Regions from separate parts of the Mus musculus genome. Here region 2 is linked to region 1. Evidence: chromatin contacts called from public promoter capture Hi-C data. All regions are on one chromosome and are shown on one strand. Each heading gives the region's core, a stretch centred on a gene start, on an enhancer-like site or on the middle of the called end of the contact. The rest is flanking DNA. Distances are from core to core; before and after follow the strand shown.

Evidence for each region. Promoter capture Hi-C pulls out the DNA fragments that hold promoters and counts their contacts.
Region 2: a contact with region 1 is called in a promoter capture Hi-C map of pre-B cells. The contact joins the promoter of 9230114K14Rik here to the promoter of Pacrgl in region 1. A contact is called at or near these places in 1 of 39 promoter capture datasets (pre-B cells) and 1 of 484 Hi-C or Micro-C datasets (rod photoreceptor).

What each region holds. Positions count from the first base shown.
Region 1 is chr5:48,369,427-48,376,839 of GRCm38.p6, forward strand. Pacrgl (PARK2 co-regulated-like) reads left to right here and starts at 2,966. Exons shown (of 9, transcript NM_025755.3): 1 at 2,966-3,069; 2 at 4,754-4,821; 3 at 4,958-5,112; 4 at 6,117-6,184. The coding sequence starts at 4,770.
Region 2 is chr5:52,186,278-52,193,056 of GRCm38.p6, forward strand. 9230114K14Rik (RIKEN cDNA 9230114K14 gene) reads left to right here and starts at 4,404. Exons shown (of 4, transcript NR_015537.2): 1 at 4,404-4,660; 2 at 6,641-6,779. It overlaps Dhx15 (DEAH (Asp-Glu-Ala-His) box polypeptide 15), which reads right to left and starts at 4,269. Exons shown (of 14, transcript NM_007839.3): 1 at 4,003-4,269. The coding sequence starts at 4,073.

The sequences.
Region 1 (7,413 bases), core at 1,716-4,215:
CTCTCTGCAGGCAAGCTCTTCTCTTGCAGGGAAGGTGCCCAAATATCTGCTGTTCGAACCTGCCTCCTGGCAGAAGTTGTGTTCCACTCACCAGAGGTCCTAAGATCCCGTGGAGAGTCCTCTGGGGACCTTGGGGGTGTCCGCAGACTCCACGTCCAAGGTGTGTCCTGAAGTTATCAAAAGCCCACACATACATGCTAGTTTCTCTCTCTCTCTCTCTCTCTCTCTCTCTCTCTCTCTCTCTCTCTCTCTGTGTGTGTGTGTGTGTGTGTGTGTATGTGTGTGTCTTCTCTTCAACCCCCAGATAAGACTACCTTAGTTCCCATATTACCTTTGCCACATCAAGCAGCAGAACTTGGTAGCTTCAGCCATGTGGTTCTGGCTTTAGTGTCAAGGATACAAGAAATATGTCCTGACATTTACCTTCACAGTCAAGGAAAGCCACTGGGGCCAGGAATGTTTCAAGAGTGTCCCTTCGTGGAGGCCCAGAGAAGCCATTATATTTAGCCACAAAGTTGATGCCTGTATTGTGTTGGAAACCCCAAGACTTTGGAGATGCCATTCATTGGATACCTACCAAAGAGAGCTGCAGATCAGGGGACATGGGGGGTGGGGGGGGAACCAGCCAAGAGAAAGGAGTGTGTTGTAGTCAACAAGGCTGAAGTGATCTGAAGAACATTTTGACATCAGACATGGCGAATCAGAGTTTCACATTTGCCCTGCTGGTTTTCTGTCTTGCTTTGGTCCAGTTTTTCCTCACTATGCTTCATTTCCCCCCCCTTTGTAATTTGATGTATATTCTGTCCCACTGTATGTGATCACATACTTTTTTTTTTTAATTTCGGTTTCATGAGGGATCACAGAGATTGCCTTGAATCTCAGAAGAGACTTTGAACTTTAGCCTTTTAAACAATGTTGAGATGTTATAGACTATGGAGACTTTTGAAGTTGATCTGAGTACATTTTTGGCATTATATGACTACAAGTCTATGGCAGCAAGGGAGTGGAATACTTATTAGAATTTATTAGTTATTTATTAGCATTATCCACTTACAATATCCAAATATTTATTTATATTTTCCAATAGCTAAATTCAAACAAAAGTCAAAAATTAACAGCCAGTTGATAAGATTCATACCAACAAGCTTTCCAAGAGCAAACAGTACTAAAAATGACAGAGTGAGTCTGAAGCAGCAAAAAGAATTACAAAATGAAGTTGAATGAGAATGCCCGAATCACAGGCTCCTTTATTTGAATGTTTAGTAACCAGGGAGTGGAACTCTTCAGTAGTATTAGAAGAATTAGGAGATGTGGCCTTGTTAGAGGAAGTGTATAACTAAGGATTGGACTTTGAGCCTTTTAAAAACCCATACCTGGCCCAATATTTCTTGCTCCAGCCTGTGGATCACGATGAACCACTAAACTATGTTCCAGTGTCTTGCATGCTCGTGTGCTACCTTCAATGATGATAATGGATGATAATGAAACTGTAAGCAAGTCCCCAATTAAATGCTTTTTTTTTTTTTTTGGATAAGAGATGTCTTGGTCATGTTGTCTCTTCACAACAGCAGAACAGTGATCAAGAAAGTAGAAAAATCAATATTTTACTCTCCAATAATTCCCAATCTTTTATTAATATTCTTCACTAAGTAAATCCAAATAAAAGCCAAAAATAAAGAGCAAGTTGATATGGTTCACACCAATGACCCTCAGACAGAGCTAAAAATTTCAGAGTGGGTCTGTGGCAGCAAAAAGAACTTACACTATTCTGTGGTTTCAGATTTTTTTCCATATTGGTAGATACACATGGCACCCCTACCTCATCCCTTTATTTTCTTATATAAAATAAAGTATTCCCTTATATCTAAAATAAGACGAGAAGGGGCTTCTCATACACTCTAGTGTTCTAGAAACACTTGCACCTCACCTCATGTTCCTGGTTATCATCACCCACATGCTTTTGGTCCTAAAATCCACACCTCGGTTTAGACCTCTTTCCAAACCTCTATCTGGTCTATCCAGCTGCCTTCTAGTCAGTCTCACGTGGATTTCCTAGAAGCTCCTCAAACTAGGATGGCCCAGAAAGCACTCATCACTTTTGAATGATGCCCTGACAAGGTTTTTATAAACCAAAAACATAAAGCAGAAAAGTCTTATTTAGAATTAAGGGAGGTTTACATAATTTGTGGTCATTTTTTTAAAATAAAGAACTGGAAAATTTTGTGTATCATACATGGTCTAAGGTCTGAAATAAAACATGAAACTTCTACCCCACACTTGAGGAAATAGCTAAGACTTTAGGCTTAACAAAGAGATTTCTAGAGAAGAGTGAAGTAGAAAGGTCTAAAAGAATTTGATCATTTAACAGATATTACCGAAATTATTGCTGATGGAATTGCAAAGGAACACACCCCCCCCCCCGCCCCAACACCAATTTCTTGAAAGTAATGAAGGACAAAATAATGTTTGTAGCTATAAGATTAGAGTATTGTAAAATTAAAATTATGTTATAATTATATACTATAAAATTAGAGCATTCTGCAGTTGAATGTTAAGAGCATATGAAATGGTAAGGAAAGGAATTAGCCTGACAGGAAGCTAAAAGAAGCCCATGGCTGTCAGGACCTAAGGCAGTCAATCATGTTGGAGGACATTAAATAGTCCTGAGAAGCTATGAGTTAAGCACGTAGACTGGAGAGATGCAGGACCGGAGAACTAGAGCGAATCAGCGTCTTTTCTCCGAAAACTAAAACGTAAACTTCCTTTAAGGTCTTCCCAGGGCTCTGTTGTCACCTGAGAAGGTCCACAGGTGAGCCTTATGGACAGTGACCATTGGAACGCCCCCCAGTTGCCAGGCAACCTCCTGAGCGTCGCTATAGTCTCCCTATAATTGGACTAGCATTAGCGGCGCGCGTATGACGTCACTGTGCGGCGCCGGATGTCTATGCTACTTGAAGTTGGTTTCCTGAATCACCGCTGCCTGCAGCTGTAGCAGAGGGCTTTGGTGCGGAGAGCCGGAGGGGAGCCCCACGAGGGCGGCGGCGAGCGCCGGTGGCGGCGGGAGAGGCGGTAGGAGCGGGCACCAGAGGCCGGAGCCTCGGTGTGGGGCTCTCTCACGCCGGCTTCCGGTGGCTGGAGCCGCCGGAGCTTGTTGCTAAGGTCCCTAGAGCACAGTGGCTCCGGGAACTTGGCTTGAGTTCTCTGTAGCTGGAATCCGCGCGTATCTATCCACCCCCCCCCCCAACCCCCAACGGTGTCTATGCACTTCCTCGTTTTTAGTAATTAATAACACCCTGGAGCTAAATTGAACTTAGGTGCTGCGAAGTGGGTTGATATGGTGATGGGGTGATTGAAAGATGGAAAGCAGATTTTACCTCATGCTAAACAAGAGGATGAGTTTGGCTGTTACAGTTGGAAGCGCCTTTGCAGTTGGGCAACAGCTTCGTTAGCTGAGCGACTTTTAAAAAAACTTTTTGGAACTTTTGGAACTTTCTAGGTTTCTAATTAGAGAATAGAAGAAAGTTGGCGATCAGTGCCCTGATCTTAACACTAGTGGCTACTGAAATTTGGTATGTGTAAAGCAAAGATAGTATGGATTTCCTAGCATATACAGGTGCCGCCAGCCCCTTGTAGGCAGAGACGCCAATGAAAGCTGTGTTGTGTTTGTTGTTTACGCCTCTGACATTGTGACATAATGTAAGCCTTCCACATTAAGTGGGTTTCTGGTTTGTCTATGTGGAACTCTAGGGAAGAAATGAGGGGTGACTTGGTAGCATTTATAGCAGCGTGTTTTTCACCTTTTTATTTCCTTTAGTCACTGCTATACCGAACTACCTACTTCAAGTCATTTAAAGACCAAAGTAGTCTAAGGAGGAAGTAAGCCTTTTCCATAAAATATATGAGGCCATGCTTGTCAGTGATGGAATAATATTCACTCAGGTGGATATTATTGTTTTAAACCAAATATACTTGTGTTGTCTTTTAAAGTAAAGAGTGATATGTTTAGCAGTTAAAGATTATTTTTGCCAGATATGCTGTCACATGCCTTTAAGGGCTCCTGAACTCCAGAGACATAGGCAGGTAGATCGCTCTAAGCTCAAGGCCACTCTGGGCTACATAGCAAATTCTATGTAATGGGACTCTGATTAAAAAGCAAACATTTAGTATTTTGGAAAGATCCTAGAGGCTTGCAGACCAACTGAGTTGAACCCCTAGGCTCAGTGAGATATCCTGGTTCCCAAAATGATTGAGAGCAATAGCAGAAGACAGCCAGTGTCAGCCTCTGGTCTCCATGACTACAGTCACTTGCTGACAGTAATGTTCATGTGTACAGACACATGATGCAAACTACCTCGAATGCTTAATGGAAGCTCTGTTTTCTAGGATGTTTAAAAGCGTTTCAAGTGAAGAGATTCAGTGGCTTTGAAACTGATTTAAAATAGAAAGTAGGGCCAACGAGATGGCTCAGCTGGTAAGGAATCTGATCACACAGCATCGGTTAAGAGCCTAGGTGGTGATTTGCCTGTCATCCCAGCACATGTGAGACACTGACAAGGGGATTCCTGGCACAAGCTGACCGGCCATATTAGCCAATAAGGGGAGCTCTGGGCTCAGTGAGAGATCCTGTCCCAATACATAGGAAGGGAGCTATTGAAAAAGATGGTAACCTTGGGCCTCCACACCCACATCTGTATATAACTGTATTCATTTTTGGAAGATCAACAGATTCTGAAATTGTTTTCTTTAACTGCAGGGGTGAAGGAGAAGCTATGCAGAGATCAGAGTGCTCTGGAGGTGTGCAGTTGAGAAACAGAGCGACAGGTACAGAGGTTTCCTTTTTGCAAAGGGAGACCCCAGGCTTGTTAGTTCACAGTGCAGTCTGTGTTCCGTGTGGATGCAGGATCAGTTTCTGTTGCATTCCCTCTTTTGTACTGATGTTCTGCTAGTTTCGTTTTAGGTAGTAATGATCAACGTACATCCTCAAGCACACAAATGAAACACAGGACTACGGTTCAGCGGAGCAAATCCTCCTCATTAACCAGTTCTCCAGAGGCTGCAAGAAGGGCTCGTCCTCGGCCAAGTGATAAGCTCAACCCTAAAACCATTAACCCTGTGAGTGCAGTTTCCTCAGGCAGTACATTGTCTACTTCTTATAAAAGGACATTATATTTTATACTTTACAGTATATTTTAAATCAGTACATAAAGAAGTACATTTTATAGGAATAGGCATTTAGCTGATTCCAGTTTAGCCATTGTGAATGCTCTCTTAGGTTGCCTTTCTGCTAGATTTTAGCTGGCTATGTTAATTTTGTTATGTTGTAAATCGAACGTCAGCTTTTTGTTCTATGCTACTTTCGGATGTCAGCCTAGTAACTTGCATTCAGCCGCCATGGAGTGGCTCATTCAATTCATCCTGTGCTCATATAAAACTCTTAAACATTTTTTATGTTCTGCAAATTTGGTCTACCAGAAGCCATACTGTAATCCTCTGTTTAATAGAATCATAAAGCCAGTTTGGAGAAGTTACACAGATCCTCTGACCTCTATATCTGTACTTGGCAGGCAGGCCATACAGTGCTCGCTAAAAGCAAATGTCCTCTCTCTCCTTAGCGCACTTGTATAATCTAGAAGATACATTTACATATATGTTTATAAGATTTGTTCCTGATTTGTGATTCTACCAAGCCCAACCCCTTGCTTCACAAAAGCATAAATGGTATTTGGAGAAGTTAAATAGATTCTCTGGTCTTTACACATCTATGCTTGACCAGAGGGCATGTGTGACAATACAGTGATTAGTAAAAGCAAATCTCTACTCTCTGTATTCTTAATCCCAGGATTCTTTATACAGTATGAGAGAGAAAGTGGAAAGACTTTTGGTCTGTGTATGCATTCAGCCACCTGCAAACCTTTGAGTCAAATTAGGGGTTGAAGAGAAACAATCACAAAGCCTTGGTTATGTGTTTTTTTTCACAGTTGAGTGGGTGAGCAGGGATTTGCACAGTTTGGGGTATTGTGTGTGTGCACGTGCACATGTGCCTGATCTCAGCAGAATTAAAATTGAAGACATCAGTAAGTGGAGGTGGTGGTGATATTTTTGTTCTTTAATTTCAGTTTGGTGAACAACCACGGGCCCCTACTGCATTCGCAGCTATTTACTCTCAGGGAGGCATTCCTTGCAGGTAAAGTCAATATAATCCATAGCTCAGAGTAACTGAATGAAGTCAATATACTATTCAGCTTAAATTGTTGAAAATTTATTTACTAGTGAGATTGAAAGCAAAGGTAACTTATTACCTTGATTATTAAATTGGTATAAATCTCTGGATATTGTTGATAGAAAAACATCAACTCCAATATGTAATTTCAAAGATCTGTAGGAAAGCACCAAATAACTCAAGAAATTAAATTGAGCTGAGGATTCCACTTTTGGTACAACTAATTTAAGCATTAAACATTCATACACGTCTACAAATTGAAAACAACAGCAAAAATAAAATTCCCAACCAAACCAAAAACCTCACCTGTCTTGTAGGTAATGTAAACAGATTTCAAAACTGCATTTCTTAAATAGTATCTTCCAATTTAAGTGAAAAATAAGCTAAAGAAGCATTCTTGAATTTATTATTGCTATTTTGTTCTTAGATTCTAAATTGAAGGGTTAGGGATATAGTTCTATTCCTGGAATGTTTTTTACCACACATGAAGCCCTGAGTTCAATCTCCTAGCACTTAGTTAGTCTCCGTTATATAGACCTGTAATCCCAGCACTGAGGTGGGGAAGCAATCGGAAGGTCACCCTTGGCTACACAAGGTGCGATTGAGGCCAACCTGCTCTACAGGAGTCTGTCTGTCTGTCTGTCTGTCTCTCTCTCTCTCTCTTTCTCTCTTTTCTCTCTCTCACACACACAGAAAAGGAGGTGGGGTGGGAGAGATAGAGAGAGAGAGAGGGAGATCTAAGCTTTCTTTTGTTTTAAATGTCTTGAGTGCTTTCCCCAGAGCAATTGAGAATTGCTAGAAATATAAAAGTTGCCTTCCTGAGGCCTCATGCAGAAGTCAGGCTGAATTGCCCAGTGGAACCAAGAAGACTGAGGAGGTGCTAGCCAATGACCAGTGAGTCACAGTCATGACAGTCGGGCTGTATGGTAAACACATCAGCTGTGTTTCAGGAATGGCTCTGGAGGATACCGAGAGGCTTTCGTCTTCCTAGACTTAGTTCTTTTCCCTTTAATAAGGAGTAAAACAGGTTTGCCTTCAGATTATTAGTGTTATCAGTGTAGGAAAATGTTCTCTGTGAATATTACGTGTTGTAGTTAGTACAGTTTTTCATTTTCTATAGGTTACCTATTTTATTGTAACTGTGTCTGAGAGAGGTCAGTGCAACATGTATATCAGGCAGGAGTCTGAGAGAG
Region 2 (6,779 bases), core at 3,154-5,653, 3.8 Mb after region 1:
CTATGATTGGGATGTGTTATATGAGAAGAATCTATTTTCAATAAGACAAGTTTTAAACTCTTTTCATTTAATAAAAGAAAGAAAAATAGGGGAAAAGAAGAAATACAAAATAAAGTCTCAAAATGTCACAAGCTAAGTCTGTCTCTGAAATAGACCTCAACCATGGCCTTTGTTTCTAATTTTGTCTACGCACTCCTTAACTGGGTTCTAGATCACCTCAAAATAAGGATAAAGGAAGGATACAAATTCAAATAGCTCAAGGATGAGATATCCTGCAGACCTAGTGGTCCAGTGAAAGCTAGAGAACCTGAGTTCAAATCTAGTGCCTCAGGTGGGCCTGTAACCCCAGGATCCAGGTGAGAGGGGAGGGAGGGAGACAGATGAATTTTGAGTTTGATGGGAAAAATTAGCTTCAAATTCAGTGAGACTCCCATCTCAAACAAATGAGCACAAACACACAGAAAAGTTTAGAAAGGGTTCATGTCTGTAGTTATTACCCTAATAGGAAAGCCAATAAGAAATGTAATAAACACCATCCATACTACCAAGACAATTAAGACATAACCTTTCCAAAGCAACAAAAACTTCAGGAAAGATAAACACAAGGCATAGCAGTCCATGTAATGTTATGTGGTAAATTAACACTTATACTAACACACACCTTTTTCCAAGACACACTTCACCTACAGCTCCATTACTATAGCAGAGAAAGAAATACAATGCAAAACACAAGGATTTGCTAATCAGTGAGGTGAAAATTTAAATAAAAACCACAGCAAAGGCCTAAAACTCACTTTATCTACTCTGCAAAGTGGAAAAAACATCAACTATCAAGAAACATTTAGGGATATGCAGAAAACTGATGCAATGCCTAGGAACGCTGCTGCAGTTCACACTGGCTACTCTGAATGATGATGATACAAAAGGTCTGTTAGATGAGGATCCATGGCCTCTCCACATTGTATACATTATAGACATGACCATATACACATTTTCTTGTTTAAATGGAAACTTTAACTATAAAAGTTTTGTTCATAAAAATTTTCAAGTTGAAGCAATGCTTTTAACTTTAAAGAAACTAAAAACAATCTCAGTGTGATGGTTACATGCCTTTACTCCCAGCACTCAGGAGGCAGAGGCAGGCTGATCTCTTGCTTATGCTGGAGGCCAGCCTGGTTTACATAGTGAGTTTCTAATAGCCAGGGCTACGCAGTAGTAGAGAGATGCTGTCTCTTTTTAGGAAGTAAGGAAGGAAGGAAGGAAGGAAGGAAGGAAGGAAGGAAGGAAAAGTGCTTTAAACAGCACTTTAGTCAACACTGACAATTATTAAGAACAATGTTTTCTTGCTCACATGCAAGCTGTGGCTTTTAAGATGGAACTAAAAACATTTAATAAGATAATACATGTAATAATGCCTGGAATATCTGAAATGTACCAACAAACACTGGTTACTACTGATGTTTCAGTTTAAATTGTACTTGGAATAATAATAGGCACTAATATACTGCTAGTAAGTATGGAAACTAGTCATCTACTCTAGATATTTTATATAAACTACTTTTTTTCTGACAGTCTCACTTTGGGAACTTCTAAGCATGTGCATTAACGTGCATACATAAGGATACTCATACTTTCATCTACAGAAAATTCGAGGAAAGCACTTAACACCAATGAGCAAGACAAGAGACAACTACTGTACTACACAGCCAATGGGACCCAAATCCCAAGAGCTCACTGATATTACATTTTGTATTTAGGAATAAGTATGGACTCCAAAGATGGAAATAATGATTTGTAGTAGCTTACTGCTTTTTTCTTTATACATTTATGTGTGAAAATTTCTTGCCCTTTGCATCTTATCATCTTATTATTTAATTTCAGCTACCACGGGATTGTAGTGAAACACATAATTACAAATTCTTATCAGGAATATTAAGAACCATTAGGATAAAAATGTCCTTCCCAGATTTCTTGGGAGCTGGTGAGATGGCTCAGACTGAAAAACTGGGTTGACCCCTGAGGCCATCATGGTCAAGAGGAGGTAACTGACTCCGTGGTTTCTTCTCCTGGCCGCCCCTCCACCCCCACCCCCACCCACACGTGCTGGAATGGAGACAGCAAGGTCTGGTGACAGCTGGGGTGACAAAATGAACAAGCCTATGCTGTCAAATACACTAAACAAGAGCAAAGAGGGGGAGGGAGGGAAGCAAAGAGTCCCTGGCAGTCAAAAGTGCCTTCAAATCAAGTAAGGAAAAAAAAAAAAATACCAAGCACAAATACTGTATTGCTAAAGAAAACCAGTTCTATAAGAAAAGGTACTCAAAAAACTTAGGAAACTGCAAAAACTGCCTTGCAGAATCTCTAGAAATCAAGGACTCTCCTGTACTTAGTGACAAATATGAAATATTCAGAGGAAACATGAAGCTACCCGCGATATACGCAAAGTCCATTTTGCCAATGTTGTATGTTTTGCAAGAGAAATGACCATAATCACTGTAATGTGGAGCCCCAATTGCAATAAAAGCATTGAGTCGTGAACATACACACAAAAAAACTCTGCTTGCACAAACTCAGTGTTCATCCCAATGTGACCTCTATAAGGAGAGAAATTAGTTGCATCTTAGCCAAATGTGACATTAACTTTAACTTCACAGAAGTTCCCCACTTTATCAATCCAATATAAATGCCATTTATGACAGGTTGTGATGCCTAACTACAGTACTAAGTTTCCTGTTGAGAAAAGGAGAATTCTACATACCACTATAATCTATGGAAAAAGCTCACTGCAACTTTGCTCTCCCTTGGAGAATATTCATGAGCTGTTTCTACCTAAGAACTGATGGAGCTCAATTACTAACATTTGGAATGTTTGCTTGAGAGAACAGCTGTCTTGGGATGTTTTATTATTACAATGCTTAGTGTTATAAGCTTTAAAAAAAAAAACCTACACAATCAAAACATAACAAACCTGCTTTCCGTATTCAATATTTCAACCTAAGGAGAGCGACAGAACGCATCCTATCCTGACCTATTCTCACACTGGTAGTTAGAAATCAATCCCAAAGGACTTTCCGTTAACAAAAACTCAAGAGACCACACATCTGACTTGACAGCGAGTCGGTGTCACAAGACATAAGAAAATGATAAAATCCTACAACTGTTTTGGACATTTGGACTTCCGTGGATATATTTTTTAATTAACCCAACAGATCCCTGTACTGCCGAAGCATAAACATACAACTAATTAAAATGGGAGGGTAGGAATATAAACAAAAGTACATTTTAAGTATGAACTGTGAAAGAAAAGACTGGAAAATGATAATACAACTGCTTACTTGCTAAATGCCCTGTCTTTGCGAAAAGTCTAAGAAAAGGAACTAAAATGCCAGACCAGGAATCGGTGTAAGCCTTTCTCAATCTGCACGTGGGTGTTGTTTGTTCAAACACGCTTAAGATCACTTTTTTGAAAAGTGCGTCCAAAGTGGGGAGGAGATAGAAATAACTTCCAGAGCGGAGGGGGAAATACGTGTTTTCACAGGCCTACCCCAGTGATGCTACTTAAAAGCAAAGCCGGCTTTTAAGCAAAGCAGGAAATAAAGGAGATGGCGGGAGGGCAGGCAGAGGGCGGAAGTTGGCAACGGCCTCTCCTGAAGTGCCTCAATGGAAGAAGGCCCTTCGTCTCCCGCCAAACAGTGCGCCCCGAGGTCGGCTCGCCTCTATCCTCCCCCAAAACAGACAGCGCCCGCCGCCGCCCACGGGGGCAGTGCCCTTGGCCATCCGGTTCCGGCTGCGGGCCTCACGCGAGCACCGAGGCCTCGCGGCCCGCTCCGCACGCCCGCCGTTCCGCGGCCTCGTGGCCGCCACAGGCCGCTCGCCCCGGCCGCACACACTCGGCACGCGCCCCAGCCGGCCGACGGCAGACAAAGGCTCGGCAGCCGGGCCTGCTCCCCGCCACCATCCAACAAAGCCCGAGCCGCGACTGCGCGCCCCGGCCTGGCTTACCCATCGGTCCCCGCACGCTTCTTGCCGGAGGGGTAATCCTCCCCCAGGTCCAACCGATGCCTCTTGGACATCCTCGCACTCCCAGAAGCGGACGCTTAGGAAGGAGGGAAGAAGAGAGACTCCGGCAGCCGGATCCACGCACAAGAGGCCCGCGGCTCAACTCGCGGGGACCCCCACCCCTCCCGCCACCACAGCCCGCTCCGTGCGGCCCGAACCAGGAGCTAAAATGGCGGCCGCGACGAGGGCAGGGCCTGCGTGCGCGCCTCCGCGGCGGGCGTGCCGGCGTGGTGCGCGCGCACGCCGTCCGGAGGCGGGAACTCCCGTCCCGCCCGCTGTGCGATTGGCTGAAATGGCTCTGAGTTCCCGCGGGCTCCTCCCTTTCCCCTCGCGTCTCTCTGAGAGCTGATCTGAGCTGCTGCTAAGGACCGAAACGCGCCTCAAGCTGTCACTTGCCGCCTGGAGTTCGTTGGGAAAGTTGAAAAAGCCTAGTCCTGTTTAGGAAATCTATCCAGCTGTGTATATACTTTTTGCTTTTAGGGTATGAAGCTCAGGAAGGATAAGAAAAACAAGATCACACAGCTGGCAAGTGGCAAAGCAGGACACAATTTATAACTCCAGAACGAGAATTTGCAGTTGTTGCGCCAGATGCCCTGTAGCGGTGAGAAAAAATGTTAACTTTAATTACTGTGACTCGTTTTGTCCATTCACCCCAGAACAGATAACATCTATTTGTTCAAGGTATAGGTGTTTTGTATAGGGTTCAGAAAATTGGAGGTAATCGCACTGGGCACTGTATTTTGCCTCCAATCCTCTGCCCTAATCTTGCTCCGTTTGTGTGTATATGAGTGCATATTAGGCACTCAGAGACATTAGCCCTATCTCTGTCCTCGTTTGGTTTGGTTTGGTTTGGTTTTTTGAGACAGGGTTTCTCTGTGTGGCTCTGGCTGTCCACAAACAAGCTCTGTAGAAGAGGCTAGCCTGGAATTCAGAGGTTAGGCTGTCTCTGCCTCCCAGTGCTGGGACTAAAGGCGTGCCCCAGCATGCCTAGTTGCTGTGCTCCTTAGTAGAGTGAACCCTGAAAGACATTTTATAGACATGGTTACCTGGACTGAAGGAAATCAACAAATAGCTCATCCATTAAGACTCCACTGTAATGGCAAGTTGTTGAGGCAAGGTGACACTTAAGAGGTTGTGTATCTTTCTCCCTTCAGCCATTGTGCATACTCAATTACATTCATTTCCAGAAGTGTGGGCGAAAGAGGTCTAAGGATCAGCCCAAATACAGGGTATCACTTCATGTCAAGACTCTCCTTTGCTGCTCCTTGGCTCTAGTCCCTCGAAAATTCTCAGAAGGATAATCTCTAAGATTAAATACAACAGAAACACAACAGATGATATTGTAACTTTCACAATATCCAACACAACTGTCTAAATGTACATTGACAACCTGTTAGGCTAGATATGGTAGTGAGTACCTTTAATCCCAGCACTCCTGAGGGCAGAGCCAAGCAGATTTCTATGAGTTCAGAGTCAGTTTGTTTTACGTAGTGAGTTCCAGGACAGCCAGAACTATATAGTGACTCTCTCTGTCTTTCTCCCTCCCTCACTCCTTCCCTCTCCCCCCTCCTCCCCCCCCCCCCACATGCACTCGAGCGCACACACACACACACACACACACACACACGAGCCACTGAAAAGTCCTGTGAGCATCTTTCAGGTACCTACATTACTGAAGAATTCCACCCCTGTCAGTTGTATTCCTTGTTATAGTTCCTAGACAGGAGGGTCCTCTTGAAGTTCTTGTGCAGAGTCTTGAGCCTTGTAAACCCCCATGATCATCCTCTTCCCTCCAAAATGTGTATTAATGGGTCATTCCTGTGATGAGCTCATGCAAGTTACCTCTCCGATATAGGCTAATGAGGATGTGATGGTTTTTATATGCTTGGCTTGGGGAGTGGTTTAGAAGGTGTGGCCCTGTTGGAGTCGGTGTGTCACTGTGGGTGTGGGTGTTAAGACCCTCATCCCAGCTGCCTGAAAGCCAGTAGTCTGCTAGCAGCCTTCAAATGAGGATATAGAACTCTTAGCTCCTCTTGCCCCATGCCTGCCTGGATGCTGCCATGTTCCCGCCTTGATGATAATTGACTGAACCTCTGAACCTGTAAGCCAGCCCCAGTTAAATGTTGTCCTTATAAGAGTTGCCTTGGTCAGGGTGTCTGTTCACAGCAGTAAAATCCTAAGACATGGTCCAAACTAGAGGAGATAACTACTACTCTATACTGTTATTACTTAATTGCATTAGTCAGGGTCCTATATATGGGAATGAAAATACATATGTATGTATACACACACACATGGGAATTTATTAAAGTGAATTATAGATCATGTTCTAGCTAGTCACTGTCATCCAACAGAAATGCCAAGAATCCGGTACTTGTTCCGTCCATGAGGCTGAATGTCTCAGCTGATCTTTGGTCTATGTGTGTATGTGGTGGGGGGGGGTGGGGGGGTGGGGGGGTTAATCCCAAAAGATAGGTTCTAAAACCCAGGAAGGAATACCCTGGCAGCAGGACAGATGAACTGGCCAGTGAACGTGAAGACAAGCAGGAAAAGAACAAAGCCTTCGTTCTTCTTTTTATAGGGGCTGCCACCAAGAAGGTGGAAGAACACCTTTAATTCCAGCACTCAGGACACAGAAGCAGGTGGGTGGATGTCAGTTCCAGGCCCTCCTGGTCTACTTAGTGAGTTCTGGGATGGCCAGAACTACATCATGAGACCTG